Regions from separate parts of the Gossypium arboreum genome. Here region 1 is linked to region 2. The links are chromatin contacts, called in public Hi-C maps. All regions are on one chromosome and are shown on one strand. The core of a region is the stretch at or near the end of the contact, and the rest is flanking DNA. Distances in the headings are between cores, read along the strand shown. Region 1 has its middle 44 kb from the start of LOC108462488. Region 2 holds the start of LOC108462977 (transcription factor HHO3).

The links. Hi-C and Micro-C count contacts between places; a contact is called where the count stands out from the background.
Region 1: a Hi-C map of leaf shows a contact between it and region 2, with 1.5 times the contacts expected there. The contact joins the enhancer-like site here to the promoter of LOC108462977 in region 2. A contact is called at or near these places in 2 of 5 Hi-C or Micro-C datasets (both in leaf).

The regions. Positions count from the first base shown.
Region 1 is chr13:14,525,935-14,532,314 of ASM2569848v2, reverse strand. No RefSeq gene overlaps it. Among protein-coding and RNA genes, the nearest start is that of LOC108462488, 44 kb to the right of the region's middle. Within about 2 kb of position 3,099, at least 1 of the 2 cell types and tissues checked has an H3K27ac peak or open chromatin away from gene starts, as enhancers often do. A contact at or near this core is called in leaf, where this site is marked.
Region 2 is chr13:14,461,923-14,468,006 of ASM2569848v2, reverse strand. LOC108462977 (transcription factor HHO3) reads left to right here and starts at 3,669. Exons shown (of 5, transcript XM_017762898.2): 1 at 3,669-4,188; 2 at 4,272-4,495; 3 at 4,582-4,909; 4 at 4,998-5,074; 5 at 5,162-5,666. The coding sequence starts at 4,068. The coding sequence ends at 5,515.

The DNA.
Region 1 (6,380 bases), core at 1,850-4,349, 65 kb before region 2:
ATAAATCGTAATGCATGAAGGTCAGAGCAGTCGAACCCTGAAACAGGGGAGACTTTAACTAATAAACTGTACTAATTTGCCTGACCAAAAATTATAGAAAAAAAATTGTAGATGAACATATGAGTCTAGTTTCAGGAAAAATTTACGGAACTTGTTTTCTAGTTTTGTAACTCGAGATATGATTTTTAAGGTGACAGTGACGCAGTTAGCCAGCTTGTCTGGAAATTTTAAATGAACTGTGTTTTACAACGAAATAAGTCTGTTAGCACCTCGTGTTCGACTCCCCGACAATGGTCTCGGGTACGGGGTGTTACATGATCATCTTCATCACTTTCTCCTTTCCAACTGAAACCATTAAGAAACTTAAGAAAACCATAGCTTTCTTTTCAAGCTCTTTCGACCCTTTTGCAGGGTAAGTAAATCAAGTCGATTTTTTGTGATTTTTATGTTTTTGAGATCGTTGTACTTTAATCTAGTTACCTCGAGTATTAAATTGTAAAAATGTTAGAGTTTTAAAATATTACCATTGATGATTTTTGAGGTTTTTAATGTAAAATGGTAGAAATTGAAGCTTTGATATAGAATAGGACTATTTTGTAAAGTGAATTTATTAATTTTGAGTTTAAGGACAAAAATGAAAATATTTTAAAATTGGCATGAAATTTCTATAAATATAGATGTTTGAGAGCTTTATAGGGATGAGATCAGAATTGAATTGAAAATTGGGGCTTAAATATGAAAGATATGCTTGTTTCGGTTTTAGGGATTAAATTGAATAAATTATAAAACTTTAGGGAATTTTATAAAACAAAATTGGATTTTCATATGTATTAAATAGAATGTAATAAGGTAATTAGCACTGATATTTTGAAATGAATTACCATATAAATCAAGAATCGAATCAACCAGTGATAATCGAGGAAAAAGGAAAATTGTAGATTAGTCTCTGACACTTCTTCTATTGTTGTTTGTATCTAGTAAGTTCATATGGGATTTATTTTATTAATTCATAATATTTTTTTATATATTTTTAAATTTTTATAGTTGTATTATCATGATTATTGTGTTTTGGCATCAAATGGACTCAATCATAAAATACAAATTAAATGATAAATTTGAATAGGTATATGCTATTAAATGAAAGTGATCACTATGTAATTGAATAGTATGTATGTAATGATGTTATAAGGTTAAAAATGTGTATGGATTGTTATTCGATATATGAAAAGTGTGTGTACAGTTAGAGGATTGAAATGATACATAAACTATAACGGTACCTGAATGAATTTAGTAAACGATTAGAATATGAATGACATAACATTAAGGTTCAAAATAGTAACCATGCGTTGGTCAGGGATTTATTTATCGATGGTTGAGATCCAGCATGTGTTTCTCAACAACTCGAGTAAGCAAAATCGGATAAGCTGCGACGGTAAACCTAACCCACAGCTTGTGTGAGCAGCCTAAATATCACAACTTGTGTGAGCAAATCAAAGTATTCTTTTTCAATGCTTGAGATCCAGTACTTAATATGGATTCTCGACAACTTAAGTGAGTAGCATCGAATAAAGCTTGTATAAGCAAATCAACTCTATAGTTTGTGGAAATAAAACAATCCTATGTATTCGGCATTAATTTACTATAGGTCTCTAGGCAAAAATGGCGATTAAAATGGAAATTAAATGGTTGAAAGGTATGATCATGAATTGAATTATTGTGTTTATAATTTGAACATGATTCAAATAGTCTATGATGTATAATGGAATTGTTGTATATAAGAATTTAATTTTAGGGTTTTTGTTACAAATAGACTAACCCTTTAATGTATATCTTGATGTACATGTAAAAGTAACGGGATGCCAAAGGATTTTCATGTTAGTCTTAGTATGTCTTAATTGTTTAAATTGTTAATTGATTAAAGTAAGTTGAGTAAAATTTTACCTATGAACTTACGAAGCATATGCAATTCTTACTCCATTTCGTTTTCTATTTTCTATAATTGACATACGTGGCATGTATATAGGTTGACATGTCTAAGTTCTTTGAATGAATGATAATGGTCATAATTTACATATAATGTTAGTTTTTAAGGCTTGCATATTATATTTACATGTTTTGTATCTTATTATATGTGTATGAGTGATGAATGTCAATATTTTGTTTGTTTTTGTGAATGGCTTGATGCATAAATGATTAGTATGAAAATGAATGGAGAAGAAATGTGTGCTTGATTTCAATGGTATAGGATATAAATGGAGATGTCATTAGTGTACCAGATGAGGTACATTTGTAAGTTGGTTTGCATAGTCTAAAGTGTTCATGTCGAGGAGTTGCTTGGTGTCAATATGACATATTTAATTGATATTTTGAATTAAGTTTTGCATGCAGCTATTCCGTTGATTATTGTAATATCCTATAATTTAGGTCTGGCGACTGAATCGGGTAAGATGTGTTACAAAAATCCTTTTTTTAGCCAATTCAAAAAGCGTAATTGCTTCATTAGGTCTCTAAATATTTTATATAATCACATTTCAGTCTGGTGTAGCTACTATGTCACAACACCATTAATTTTTTTTAAAACATTAACGATTGAATCATGATTAGAGAAAAAAGGGGAGGTGCCACCAGTTAATCAGACACCGATGAATACCGTAACATACGGGTTGTTTTTGCAATTAATTAAAATTTTAGGTTATTTATATAAAATAGCTGGATTATACGGTAATCTTTGACGTTTCTACTAATAGCATGGTCATGTCTGCAGACTTACAATAGCTTCGTAGGAACGTCACAGGCTAGTTTCTCCTCCATTAATTAATTAAATTAATTAATTATTATTAGTTGCATAGGAGATTGAAACAAAAATGGAAGTCGGGAAGGCGAATATACGAGTGGCGAGTGGGGGAATCACGAAACGTGTTGTGCGAGGAACAGGGAGAATCTAGAGAGCGTGGACTCACGCTTCCCCACACCGCGTATCCATTAAATTTAAAATCCTTTCACCTATTCCAAGGGCCATCCATGTTAGAACCTTAAGCAACTTTGTCCTCGTTTTGCGAGCCACCGCTTCTTCTGTTACTCAACACACTAGCGGCTTGATGCGCGTGGTAAGGCGGCTCAATGACAGCCCATCCATGCCAACAAACCTCTTATGATTACGGTGACAACTGTGGGCTTTCTCATCATTTTTTTTGACTGGTTGGTTCACTATGCTTTCTATTGTTTTTTACTTTGTTGGGGTAAACTATAAAAATATTATTAAATTATTGTATTAGTTATATTTTGGTTATTGGATTATTATTATTTTATTTAGTTATTAAAATTTTTAAAATTAAATATTTTTGTCATTTAAAATTAATAAATTTAATCCTTTAATATTTACATATTATATTAATTTAGTCTTAAATATAAAATATTTAATAAAATTAACTCTTAATGTTTACAAAATGTATCATTCTAGTTCGAAATAAGAAAAAGTCAATAAATTTAACTTTTGAAATTTATAAAATTTGTTAATTTAATTCTAATTCTAAAATTCAATAAATTAATTTTTATCTTTTACAAAAGATAATAATTTAAGCTTCTTAACCCAAATATCTTTGCTTTAGGTTTCAAAACTTTATAATTTTATCGTACTCAATATAAGTTTTCTAATATTGTCTTTCGCATAGAATGTTTTTATACATCTTATTTATCAACCCAACACATGGAAAAAAAAAAGGAATGAAAAGAACACTATATAGTAATGATATTTAAAACATTACAGTTGATGAAGTAAAGTTGATCAAAAATATCTAGTAGAGGCTATAACAGACAAACAATCAATTTATAATAATAATAATAATAATAATAATAATAATAATATTACCAAACAACAAAATTCAATACCCGAAGAAAAAAAAGTCAGCTCAAGTTGTCATCTCTAACTTCAAAACATAAGATAAAATTATGGGAAACTTATTATCTAGTAGTAGCAAGCTAATTTTGTGTGTTTAATGTAGGGTGAGTAAAATTCGATTTGATTTAAAAAAATTAAAAAAAATTTAAAATTTAAATTATTTGAAATGAATTAATCAAATTAATCGAGTTAATCGAGTCAACTCGATTTTTTTTTTGAATTTTAAATTTGAATTGAGTTGAGGTTTCGAATTTGAATAACTTGAAAAAACCAAATATTAAAGTACCCCACCCCGACTCCACTCCCCGGTTTCTGCCCCCACCTAACCCAACTCTTCTCTTCATTTTTTTTACTTTCCCTCCCCTTTTACCCCAAAAATCAAATCCCCTACAAATTTTTTATCCTCCCTTACCTCCAAAAATTTTTACTTTCCCTTCTCTTTTTACTCCCAAAAATTGAAATGTCCCATAAATATTTAATTTCTCCCCCTCTACCCGTAAAAATTAAAATCCTCTTATTCTTTTTAATTAGTTTCTTTTATTTATTTACTTCAATTTTTCTTTGAATAATCATTTTTAAAAAAATTAAAGAAAAAGATTTTAAAAAAATTTATATAAAAAAAAACACCAAAATCATCTTTTAATTAAACTCGAAAAAATATAATCGATTCGAGTCGAAATCCATCTCACTCGACTCGATTTGAGAAAATTTCAAATCGAGTTAGGATGATAAAATAGGATTCGTCAACTTGATTAACTCAAAAAACTTTCATTCAATTCGATCGAACACTCGCCCCTAGTTTAATGTACTTATTTTTGGTCAAATCTTGAATAAAATGCTACCAAGCTTGTGGTTTCTTATTTAAATTTTATCAGGACGCAATTGGAATGCCGAAGTTCAAAAAATAAGCAAATTGGGCTAAATTAGAACAAAAAGAAAGAAAATGGGCCAAATTGAAAAGTTGCAAAACTGTTTATGAAAAAACCAGATTTTGATTTTGTCAAATCCTATAATTAGAAAAAAATCTGATTTTTTTGTTGCTTGTTAAATATAATTTTAGGAGGAAATTATGTTAAATTAGCTTTGACGGGTGTATAAAAGCCTGGTAATTTTAGCTTGAAAACACACAAACTTGAGACTTGAATTCAAAACAAGACAAATTTTCCTTTCTTACATCTGTAGCTTGTCAAGCATGCTGCCATTTCCTTTTTTTTATTTCTTATTTTGGTGTAATTGTTCTTTAAGTCCCCTCCCTTTTTCACCTATCATCATTACATTAAAATTCATTTTCATAATCCAACAAAGCATAATTAATCTCATGCTCAACTAATCCTCATTTAGCTTTAGACTGGTCATCGTCCCAGTTGAGAATTATGAGAAATAAATCTGCACTAAAACCTTAAGATACGATATTTATTATCTCTCCAGAATATGGGATAGTCACATTCGTCCCCCAAAGTTAATCCAATTTCTACTCAAAGTACACATTGAGAGGGAGTTTTTTTTTTTTTGGCCTACAGTTGGGAAAGCAAGTCGGTTGTCTGCCGTATTCGAGTTCCCAAGCAAAAATTGGCGTGTCCAGTTGGAAAAAGCTAGTTGGATTCCGTCAAAGGAGATAGTGATCGAATTTAAACAATCCCCATGGTTGAGGCCGTTAATTCAAGTTTGACTCTTCTAGATTGCAAGGCTGTCGAAATCTTAAATTGCGGACAAGTGTTATGTGGTTAGATAATCGATAAGGGTTGGTTTGCAGGTCATTTTGGAACCAATTACACAAGAAAGAGTTGGCGGTTGAGGCGTCCTTGATTACTACAACCAGCTTATCATTTAGAAGGAAAAAAATTCTCTTTTAAGGATCGATTTGAGTTCAGATGGTACAGAGGCTAAGGCTAAGCATTCACATATTTGATTTACCAATTTAATTTAAAATACTTAATTTTATTTTGTAATTATCATTCTGTTATTATTACGTTCTATTCATTTTTATTTTATTTTCTTTTTTCAACTAAAATCCCTTTTTATTTTTTATTTAGCTATGTACGTACAAGTCGTGGGCACAACAGTTGCCTAGACTAAAGAATCTAGTCACATAACACGAAAATTAGGAGTCTCAATACCTGTAGGATCGACCCTACTTCTCTATACTACTGTTTAATTCAATTAGAGCGTAGGAAATTGATATTTGGTGGTTTAGGCAACCATCAAAATTTGGTTTCATTTCTGGGGATTGGAAAAATTATAATTTTTCATTTCTTTTACTTGTGATCAGGTCAGAACTGGGGACCTTAGTTTGAATCGAAAATTGAGAAGTTAGCTCGATCACTATAAAGAGAAGATATTTGATGCGAAAACAACAACAAGTAAAAGAATCCGAATATAAAACACTGTCTTACAAGGAAGAAATTGAAAATACACTCAGTGAACTAGAAAAATGGAGAATCAAACCATTCGACAACTCGCTGGGACACCGGATGAGCAATAG
Region 2 (6,084 bases), core at 2,420-4,919:
ATCCACATTATTCAATTTAGTCCAAAAATCATACTATCGCAAAATTATACTTTTACCCCTAAACTTTGACATATTTACACTTTTGTCCCTAAGCTCGTAAAATGAAATGTGTCCAATTTCTTTGTTACCCAAGCCTAGCCGATTCATATTTCTTCTTATAACAGCCCAAATTTTCATCAAATCACATCTTTGACACTTATTTTTGCATGTTTTACAAATAAGTCCTTTTTGGTGTTTTTATGAAAAATCACCTAGGAAAAGATGTTTATCTAACACTAAACTTTCATACTCCTTCATAAATCATCAAAATACATGCATGAAACACATGGATAAATTTTTGAATATGAACCCTAGCTTAAAACAATGGTAGAAATAGCTAGTTCATGTTTCAAAGATCTCAAAAACATAAAGAACATTAAAAACGGGGCTAGGATGTACTTACTATCAAGCTTGAAAGATTGAAGAAACCCTAGCTATGGCGAATCTTCAAATTCGGCACAAGCATGAGAAGGGTGATGAGATTTTGACTTTATTTTCCCTTTTTATTCTTTTATTTACCAAAGGACAAAAATGCCCTTAAGGCCTTCATTTAAAATTTTACCAAGGCATGCCCATTTTTGTCCATAAAAATAGAAATTGGGCAAATTGATATTTAAGGACCTCTAATTACTAATCTAAAACAATTTCATACTTAAAGCTTCTAGAATCTTTAATTTTGCAACTTTTTCAATTTAGCCCCTAAAGTTAAATTGGACACTTTACACATAAAATTGCTTCATGAAATTTTCACACAAGTATGTAATCATATTAGAGACCTCATAAAAATCACAAAATAATTATTTCTACTTCAGATTCATGGTCTCGAAACCACTATTTCGACTAGACCCTAATTCGGGATGTTACATAAGAGAAAGTTGTAAAGAGAAATTTCTCTAAATAAATTATTTTAGAAGATTTCTAAAGATATTTTTATTATTTACAACTTGACCTAGATGTTTAGAGAAATTTCAAAATTTCCAATTGATAATTTTGTGAAAAATTTTCTAATTCGAAGTGAGCCTACACTCGGCAGACGTGAGCTTGAGGATAGCGGAGAAGACTACTCATTCAAAGCATTCATCCTAAATGAATCGAAAAGGTACAATTTTGATTAAGTGTTAATTACTTTAGATATCACAACCAAATTCTTACTTTTTGGAAATAAATTTCAAACTCTGAATTTTCCTTAAACCTATTTTCCCTGCATTTCCTAAACCCAATATTCCAATAGAAATTGGCAGGATTTTCTCCTTCCCTCAATTCACTCCACGATTTTCTTCTAACCTCAATTCTCTAATTACAAGATTTTTCGAGTCTTGTGACTTGTCGATTAAGATTGCAACCTTATACTTATTGGATTTTTCGAATCTTGTAGTTTGTCGATTTAAGATCGCAACCTTATCGGCTCGTCGATTTAAGATCGCAATCTTATACTTACAAGATATTTTGAATCTTGCAGCTTGTTGATTTAAAATCGAAGCTTTATACTTACAAGATTTTTTGTATCTTACGGCTCGTCAATTTAATATCACAACCTTATACTTATAAGATTTTTCGAATCTTGCAGCTCTCTGATTTAATATTGCAGCCTTATACTTAAAAGATTTTCTGAATCTTGTGGTTTACTGATTTAATATCGCAACCTTATACTTACAAGATTTTTCATATCTTGCCACTTGTCAATTTAAGATCGCATCTTTATACTTACAAGATTCTCAGAATCTTGCAGCTCGTCGATGTAAGATCGCAGACTTATACTTACAAGATTTCAAAAATCTTGCAGTTGCAAATTTAGGATCACAGCATTCTCATGAAGTTGATTTCAATTTTAAAGATGCAATTGATTTCAATTTTAAAGATGCAAAACCCTCAGAAAAATAACGTAGTTTTTTAGTACAGTTCACATTATTTTTAAAGTGCAATCCGCAGTATTTTTGCAACATCGTTAGCATTATTTTTACAAAACAGTTTACAATATTTTCACAATAAAGCTCGTAATATTTTGCAGTACCAATTGCACTATTTTTAAAGCACAACTCGCTGAAATTTCATTGTACTGCTCATCGAATTTTTGATGTATAGCTAGCTCGATATATAGTTTGCCATATTTTCACTATACTACAAGTATTTTCGCCATATAGTTCGCCTTTTTTTGGTTATGCTGCTCACCATATACACCGTTGTTATCCCCAATGTTAATGCTAAATTAAGTGGCGGTTTTAACATTATGAAAGAAAATAATATCAAAGCCCAAATCAACATTAGTGACACGGTCAAAGAATCGAATATTGCACGCCACTGTTTCACAACAAAGCTTACTCAATAAGTTTTAATTAAAGCTTACATAACAAGCCCTCAATTACACGGGTAAGGTGTGTAAACTTATTTTAGAAAAGTCACTTTATAACTCTTTTTCAAAAAAGTGGGAGACAAATTTGTTATATAATACCTCACAAACTCGAAATTTGGTCTGCCTGGGTGATCTAGAATCTGACTCAATCAAGGAAGGGATGTTATCTAGCTCACCTTTCTGCTAGCTCACCAGTTAGTCACTCCCTAGCTCACCACCTCCTTGTTCTCATAACGGCAAGGATACAAATCCAAGGAACCCCTTAAGGGATACGTGTCAGGTCTAAGGGGATAACATGTCTTCATGCACGACACCTAGTTATCCCCTAAGACGTTCCATCAAAGAACCATGCCTTACAAATACGAGTAATCCTAAGAGAGGGGAAGGGGGAAAGGAACCATCAACAGAAGTGTAGACAAAATAAATGGTGTCATAATCCTAAGAGAATGGGATGGGGGAAGGAATCATCAACAGAAGTGTAGACAAAATAAATGGTGTCATAACAATGGTCAAGTTTCTCTATCAATTTGGTGCAATGAAAGGGGTTTTAGCTCTTAATCTTACCAAGAAGGAAGTCAGGTTTTATACTACACTAACAGAAAGGGAGAGGGACAGAAGAGGGGGAGGAGGCCGGTAGGGGAAGAGGAAAGGAAAAGGGTTATTTTTATTTTTATTTGATATTAATATAATTATTAATATAAAATTTAAATATATTATAATATTTTTAAAAAATATTTATGTAGTTTTATATATTTTAAAAGTTTATAATTTATTTTTTAATAATATTTTTATTTTTATATGATTTTTAAAATTTTTATTATATTTTAAAAATATTTATGTATTTTATATATTTTTGAATTTTTAGGTTTAGGATCAAATTGAGACAATTTGTAAATTTTAAGGGTTAATTCTTTAAAATTATGACTAAAATGACATAATATGTAAAAGTTAAAAGCTAAATTTATTATTATACAAAATTTTGGAAATAGATAAAAATCAATCTTAACTAGTTGGATGGTCAATTTAAAAAAAAAATTCATAATTAGATGACCATTTTAAAAAGATCATAATTGAGTGGCCAAAAAAGAAGATAACCAAAAATTGGGTGACTTGTGGTGAATTTACCCAATTTAGAAAGGGGTGATTGATGATTTTGATCTTATCTGAAAATAAAGAGGAAAGGGCTAAATGATGACGTCACTGGCAACTCACCCCTAAACGACAAAATCGAATCACTTTGGAATATTCATCTCTCTCTAACCAAAAAACCGAAACATGAAAGATTCGTCTTGTTATGCGACGGGCCGACGGCACGACTTTGATGTTTTTTTTTTGCCCTTTCTCTTTCTTCCATTTTCTCGCTTAATTTCCTTCCTCGATCCATAACGTTATCTTTTATTTTCTCTCTAAAGTAAACATTTTTTATCTTTTTCTTGGTACCAAAGTTTATTCTCCTCATGATTCTGTTTATACTTTATATCCTTTTAGAAAAAAAAATATCACAACTAATTCCCTCGACTTAGCGTCTCTCATCTTGTTCGGATCTCTCTATGCTCTTTGGTTTGAAACCAACCCTTTCCCCTCACATATATTTATATCATCCACTGTCTCTGAAAATCTCGGTGTGGAAGAAATAAAATTACTTTTTTAAGTAAAGAAAATTTCCTTGCTATGAGAGATGGATTACGCTCAAAAAATGCGCAAATGCCATGAATATGTGGAAGCTTTAGAAGAGGAACGACGAAAAATCCAAGTCTTTCAACGTGAACTTCCTTTGTGTTTTGAGCTTGTCACCCAAGGTTTGTGCGTTCTCCACTGACCATTCATTTAATTTCTTTTCCTTTTTATTAAAATTTGTGTTTGGGTGTGTGTTTTTTAATAGCTATTGAGTCATGCAAGAAAGAGATGTACATGCAAGGTCAATCGGAGTGCTCGGAACAGACATCGAGTGACAGTCCTGTTTTGGAAGAATTTATCCCCATCAAAAGAAGCTGTAATTGCTCTGAGGAAGACGATGATGATGATGATGAGAATGTTGCTGCTGCTGATAAAAAGAAATCTGATTGGCTTAGATCTGTTCAGTTATGGAATCCACCCTCCAAAGAGGTAACCTTTTTTTTTTTTTTTGGGGGGGGGGGATTTTTCTTTAATTGCAAAAGAAAATATTTAACAAAATTTGGGTTTTTTTTTAGGATGTGGGTAAAACTGGAAGTGGGGTACAAATGAAGGGAAATGGTGGAGCATTTCAGCCGTTCCATAAAGAAAAAGGTAATGTAGAGAAGAAGAGCGTTGAAGCAGTAGGAAAAGGCAATGCTTCGGCTACAGCAACCACTACTACGAGTGCTTCTACGACAGAAAGTGGGAGCAGAGGAATAGCAGCCGACGATGGAAATACTAATAAAAAAGTAGAGAAAGGGCAGCAGCAGCAGCAGCCGCCTCAGAGAAAGCAAAGGCGGTGTTGGTCGTCGGAGTTGCATAAACGCTTCTTGCATGCTCTTCAGCAACTCGGTGGTTCACATGGTGAGTTTTGTCATTTGCAGTGTGCAATTTATTTCGATTTCTTTGTAGTAGTTGTTGTTGTTTATGTAAATGGAATTTGTTTTTGCAGTGGCTACGCCTAAGCAGATTAGGGAGCTGATGAAGGTTGATGGACTTACAAATGATGAAGTTAAAAGCCATTTACAGGTTTGTAATTGTTCTATACTGATTTAACTCATTAACTACTAGATTTAGGGTGGCATATATAGCTAATGATCGGTTTATTTGTTTCAGAAATATAGATTGCACACAAGGAGACCAAGCCCTAGTATCAACAGCAATGGCAACAACCCACAAACACCTCAATTTGTGGTGGTTGGAGGAATATGGGTGCCTCCACAAGAATATGCCTCGGTGGCTACAACCGCAGTAGTATCAGGGGAAACCAGTGTGACTCCAAGTCCGAACAGCGGAGTCTATGCCCCGGTGGCCGTCCCGTTGCCGACGCTAGCTAAACCATCAGTGCAAAGACTGCAACGATCACAATCTGAAGATAGAGGTAGTCATAGTGAAGGGAGAGTTCACTCAAATTCACCATCAACATCTTCCTCTACTCATACTACAACAGATGGGTTCTCTGCGTTTTAGTTATCTTACTGTACATTTTTTTCATTTTCACCTCTAGTAGAAAGTTCTATATGAAAATAACCGAGTTTTTGGCATTTTTTTACATCTTCTTGCGCTTTGTTCAGTGTATATCATCCTTGTTTAATAAAAGCAAAGCATCCTTTTGGGTAAATTACTTACTCAAGTTTTTAAATCTCAATATTTATATATTATGTTAATTTATTCTTAATTTTAAAAAAATTAACTCTTAAATTTACATTTTGTGAATTTTACTTTTTTACCCTTCACCTAAATTTTTTTAAAATTTATCAACTAAATTGATCCAAAATATATAAAAAATAGGAATATCCAAAAATCTAATGTAATAATTTGTATCTTCTCTAGTTCTATTAAAATTAACCTCGAATATTACAAAATAAAAGTAAAATTATAAAAGAAAAATTTAAATTATGTAATATGTAAATGTTCATGGTTAATTTTTTATAAAATTAAGACTAAATTGATACAAGATATAAATATTAAGGGTTAAAATTGTTATTATGTCAATTTTAAAACTGTAAAGTTATCTATTTATCCATGACTATAAAAGA